Regions from separate parts of the Gossypium hirsutum genome. Here region 2 is linked to region 1. A link is a contact called in public Hi-C data. All regions are on one chromosome and are shown on one strand. Each heading gives the region's core, a stretch centred on a gene start, on an enhancer-like site or on the middle of the called end of the contact. The rest is flanking DNA. Distances are from core to core; before and after follow the strand shown.

What was found. Hi-C and Micro-C count contacts between places; a contact is called where the count stands out from the background.
Region 2: a Hi-C map of leaf shows a contact between it and region 1, with 1.8 times the contacts expected there. The contact joins the promoter of LOC107945403 here to the promoter of LOC121224095 in region 1. A contact is called at or near these places in 4 of 34 Hi-C or Micro-C datasets (all in leaf).

What each region holds. Positions count from the first base shown.
Region 1 is chrD12:30,252,871-30,255,712 of Gossypium_hirsutum_v2.1, reverse strand. It overlaps LOC121224095 (probable receptor-like protein kinase At2g23200), which reads left to right and starts at 1,302. Exons shown (of 1, transcript XM_041106622.1): 1 at 1,302-2,842. The coding sequence starts at 1,517.
Region 2 is chrD12:30,517,884-30,520,870 of Gossypium_hirsutum_v2.1, reverse strand. It overlaps LOC107945403 (ethylene-responsive transcription factor RAP2-10), which reads right to left and starts at 1,573. Exons shown (of 2, transcript XM_041107905.1): 1 at 496-1,573. The coding sequence starts at 1,178. The coding sequence ends at 660.

The DNA of each region.
Region 1 (2,842 bases), core at 53-2,552:
TTTATCTAATATTTTTATAAATTTTAATAATATTTTACAATTTATAAAATTTATAATATATATTTAAGTTTTTAAAAAATTAAACTTTGGAATGAATAAACCTAGTTTATTCTAGCAAAAAAATAAAAACATTCCACTTAATTTTTTATTTTTATAAATGAATTTTTATTTTTGCTGATTTGGTAGTATAACTGTCGTGTTTTATGTCAATACTGTTAATGGCCACGTCAGTGCTATAATGATCAATATTAGTTAAATGACCTATTTACCCAAATTTATTAATTCAAGACTTAATTAGGTGAAAGAAAAAAAGAGAAATATCTTAATTGATTTTTTAGAAAAAGTTTGATGGGCTAAAAGTACCATCAAGCCTAATTCCTAGATTTAAACTTCAAAATATGTTTTCATTGTAAAAGTTGTACAAGTTTTGGGGAAAAGAAGAAAAAGTTGATGGGAGTAAAAGTACCATCAAGCCTAATTCCTAGATTCAAACTTTAAAATATGTTTTCATTGTAAAAGTTGTACAAGTTTTGGGGAAAGAAGAAAAAGTTGATGGGGTAAAAGTACCATCAAGCCTAATTCCTAGATTTAAACTTTAAAATATGTTTTCCTTGTAAAAGTTGTACAAGTTTTGGGGAAAGAAAGAAGCTGCATAAATTTGGCGTGATGAATATTTTTTGTTTATTAAATGATTTACAACTTAATAGAGAAAAGGAAGTGCAGAGAGTCGTGATTATTTTATCATCTCACCGTCCCCACCACTACACTATATAATTCCATGAAAGACCCACAACCAACCACTGCAATTTAATTCAAGGAAAGACCACTTCAATATATATCGGGATTTAAATACGAGTAGAATCCAATTTTTTAAGACTTACATCCAGAATGAAAAGCATTGTACTTTTCGAGATTACTGCAACAACAATAACAGTAGAGTGAAAACATTGCATTTGGGTTGCAAATATAGTGGGGGATATAGGAAACTTGAGTGGAGCCATTTGAACCGCATAAACTACACTAGTTCTTCTTTGTGGTGGGTCTGAGGATTTGCCATTTCTAACTTTCTACCTTCAGAAAGGATACAAAGTTTGGGGATAATGTTGTACTCAATCTGATGTTTCTTCACACTTTACAAACTTAAAATCTTCAAATGCAGAATTTGATGCAGTATGAGTGAAATTATTGAACAGACTTGAATGCAATGGATTAAGACAGCTAAAAAAAGTCAATGATTTAAAACGACAAGAAACCATCAACCGGCGTGATTAATAAATATATTCATTATAAACCAACTAACTGGTGTTGTTGAACTAAGGAAAAGTAAAAAACGTTGGGTTCTTTAGAACAGTAAACGCCGTGATCAGAATAGACGTATCAAGGAAAATGGATAAGTTTACTGTATCCATACAACATGAATCTTAGTCAAGTCGTCAACCAAGCCCAAGGTCTTTCTTTTTAGCCATTATTGTCCTTCACTAAACCAAACCACCTTCTTGGCCATCAACCAGTTTCAATGGGAAACCTATGGTTCCTCAACCTACTCTTGCCTTTGTTTCTTCTTCAGTTGTTTCCTATTTTGGTTGTCTCAAAACCCTATGTTTTTCCTGAAAAATACTTCATCAACTGTGGGTCTGATTCTTCCCTCCCACTGGGCAGTAGGAAATTTGTTGGTGACATGAACCCAAACTCCTCCTCTGTCACAAATGGCAAAACTGTGAAAGACAGCAGCCAGCAGTCATCGTTAGACTCGGGTCTGTATCAAACAGCAAGGTTTTCAGGACACCCTTTTTCCTATGATCTCGATATCACTGACAAAGGCCTGTATGTGGTACGCCTTCATTTCTTTCCTTTTCCTAATCTAGCTGATGCTTTATTCAATGTTTCAGCTTCAAGTAAGTCTCTGCTATCCAATTTCAGTGTAAGAAACACTACTTCTGTCCCTGTGATTAAGGATTTCTTAGTGCCTATTAGTTCATCCAAGTTTAGAATCTTCTTCATCCCCGCACATCAATCATCTATTGCATTTGTGAACGCCATAGAAGTTTTTCTTGTTCCGAGTCTAAAGGATAACCGAACTCATCTGAGTTCTGCAGGAAGTAAGGGTCTTTACCAGGGTTTGCCCTCTCAGTTGCTTAGAACACTTCATAGAGTTGCTTTTGGGAGCCCATCCCCATCCATTAATGACTCAACAGTCGTTGCATCAGAATGGGTAGCTGATGATGACTACATAGTTGTTCGAAATTGGGCCAAAAATTGTAGTTATCAATCGACTATTAAGCTACACTACGATGATGAAACTATGGATACTGATAACTATACTGCAGCCTCTCGAAACTTTATCCCCGATCGTGTCTATATGGGTTGCAAAAATGTAGCCCTAAATGATGGGCAGTCATCAAAGTCTACTAACATTACTTGGCATTTCAATGTCAGTAGGAACGCCCAGCATCTTGTCCGACTCCATTTCTGTGACATTCTTAGTAAGTCACCCAACACTGTCAATTTCAGCGTCTCTATATACAATAACTTCAGCCAACAAATCGATCCTTACCAGTATTCTGTCAACACGGCTGCTCCATTCTACAATGAGTTTGTGGTTGACTCAGGTGAGTCTGATTTCATTAGTGTTAGTATTGTTCCTTGGGAGGGCTTTACAGAGAGATTTGCTTACCTGAATGGACTCGAGATCATGGAGTTCATCACTCAACCAGGTTTGGAACCTAACATTAGTGAGCCAAAAGGGAAGAATTCAGTGTTTATCATAATCGGTTCAGTCATTGGGTTTGTTGTTCTTTGTAGTTTGGTAGTGACATACTTGTTTAAGAAACGAAGAAAAGCT
Region 2 (2,987 bases), core at 324-2,823, 260 kb before region 1:
AATACTATCACAAAATATATATTTTTAAAAAAGATAATATTATATAAAACAAATAATTAACCTATAAATTATTTTTAAAAATAATTATATCTATTTCCTCACTTTATTTGCTTTTTTTTCCGGTGGGGAGTGATCTTTAGACTATATGTCGCTTCAACTTGCACATCTGGTCCCTCCACTCTCCCCGAAGAACAGGAGTGACACCAAAGTAATTATATATCTTTTTTACTGAATCACAGTGAAGAGGCTTCCTATATAAGCACAACCAAATTAATAATAAAAAAAAACCCTGTAAATGAAGTATAGAAATTAGAGGTTAGAGCCAAATATACAATTATCCTTTTTCTTTTTCTCCAGTGGTCAAATTTTTTACCACCGTCAAATCCCACCAATGAAAGAAAAACTGCCTAAATAGAAAAACCAAAAAGATTTTTCATTACGACTAATAATTAATACAAAAGGTTTCATCATTTTTTCAGCGTAACCTAGACTTACCTCCACTACAGTGTGCATGATAGGAATTGCCCCCGGTGCATTTTAGCAACCACCTCCCTTTTCCCCTTCCTTTTTTCCCTCGGGGTAGCCGCCAAAAGAGACGGAACAAAAATTACATCATAAAAGTTGGAGGGTCATGATTCAATCAATTTTTTTTTAACTTCCTATTTCCTTTCCCATTCACCATCTGAATCTTCCGGGTCGGGCATCTTGTTCAAGTCAACCCGATGTAAAAAACCGCCTGTACTTGGCTTCAACTCTTCGTCATAACCATGATTATAATTATGACCACGATGATTATGATGGTGGTGGTGGTGGTGAGCTGCCTCAAGAGCATCAACTCTAGCACCAACTTCAATAGCTTTTTTCCTTATAGTAGCCGCTGACAAATCCCCACCGAGAGAGCCGCCACCGGCGCTGCCAACTCTCTCTCCCGCCAAAAGGTCAGGAAAGTTCAACCTCGCCGACGGTCCACGCAGGTAAAAAACCGCCGTGTCATAAGCTCGAGCCGCCGCAACAGGTGTTGAATAAGACCCTAACCAAATCCTCGACCGTTTATTGGGTTCCCTAATCTCAGCCACCCATTTCCCCCACTTCCTCATCCTTATCCCTTTGTAAGGCCTCTCCGCCGTGGACTTCCTCGAACTCTCCCTTGAAGCAACAACTCCTGTTCCATTCTCCATGCCTTGCAAATTATTGGAGAAATCCTATGTTCCTCAACTCTGGGTTGTGTAGTCGGGAGGCTTGGGTTTTTATTAGAACAGGGGAAGAAAGCTGGAACTATGAAGGGGGAGGAGAAGAATGGAGAGTTGGAGATGACATAGTTAGTTTGGTTGTGTCGTGTTTGAAATGTAATGTTTTTCCGACACAACAAAGTTATATGTTAGAACAAACAAAGAAAGGCAGAGAGAAAGAGAAGGAAAAAAAACTATAAAAGAGAAGATCCAAATTCACCGACACAAATCTATGTGGAGTAAGGGAATTTTGTTATAAATACAACATACACAATATTATTATTCTTAGTAATTGTTATAACTGGGGGAAAAAGGGAAACGGGGCGTGGACTTGGATGCTTTAAAGCATGGCATGTTGGGGTTGTCATTGGCATATAAATATGAATTTTATTGTCTTCCATCTTCTTTTATTATCTTTGATTTCAAACTTATTTTACACCTAATTTATTGTTTAAATATTAGTTTATGATTTTGTTTTCTTATTGCGATGCTTTCAAAATAGAATTTATTAATCTCATTTCTTTCATATTAAAATAGAGAGATGAAACCGGTGTCCTTAGGTGTTTGTTTAGCTAAGATTTCACACTACAGTATACTTTAATCATTAATTAAAGAATACATAAAAAAAACTTGATCACGCAAACAATTAAGTGATTAGGAAGGCGGTGATGGAGGGATTGGAGGAATTGTCGTTTTGTGGGCAAGTGAAGTGAATTTCAAAGGGTTTTAAAAAGGAAATTACTTTTTCGTTTTCTCAACCTTTTTTAATTAATCAATAATTAAACTCAATTTCATGATAATGATTCTATCTTTGTTTGTTTTGCCATCTTTTTATTATAATAATTTTGTTTTTAAAGGAGTGAGTAGGCGAGCAAGAGCTAAGAGATAGGGTAGGTCGGTGTTCGGTCGGTGGATAGATACCGTTAGGAATTGACTTTCTCTCCACGCAATGGGTGGATGGGCTTTTTTGTCTTTCTACTTTTTAGTTTATAAACTTTTTTTAGCACGTTTGTTAAAATTTATAGCTTTCATTGTTAATTGGAGTTTTTTAGAATTCTGAAACATAGAAATAAATAATTGACGGGTGGAACGCGGATGTCTTGAACATACTGAACTTGTAGTTGTAATCAGTGGGTTTTTAATTTCACATTTTAACTGTTTGAAGGTGTATTTATATTTGTATTGTCAACTAAAATGTTTAATATCGAATTTTCATTTATATCAGTTTTGGTTTTAATTTTTATGCAAGCCATAAGCATTTATTGTTGGTAAAGAAGTTAAAGAAATCTCTCTACCACGGGCTGAGTTAGAGCGAGCTGTGAAGAATGTAGAGAATAAGGATCCATTACTTGTGAATAGTGATGACTTGGAAATGGAGGAGGCAATCTTTAAGGAGAAGTTTATGGCAAATGCACATGGAGACAATAAGACAGAAGGGGTTCTTGGATGATAATGAGATAGCTCTACATGAAGATGATGTGCATATCTCAACGGATGACCCTTATCTAGATATTTGCTTTTCTAAAAGAGTTCATGGTCTAACTGATCAGAGTATGCACCAAATGCTTATTGTTCGTTTTCTTGGCTGAACAATTGGGTATCGGGCACTTGAGAACATAATTAAAAGCCTTTGGGAAGTTGTTGGTGAATTCAAAATTGTCAATCTGGATAATAATTATTTCCTTGTGAAGTTTGCCAACCAAAAGGTCTTGGTGGGAGGATCTTGGATGGTCTATGGACATTATCTTATTGTTCAGC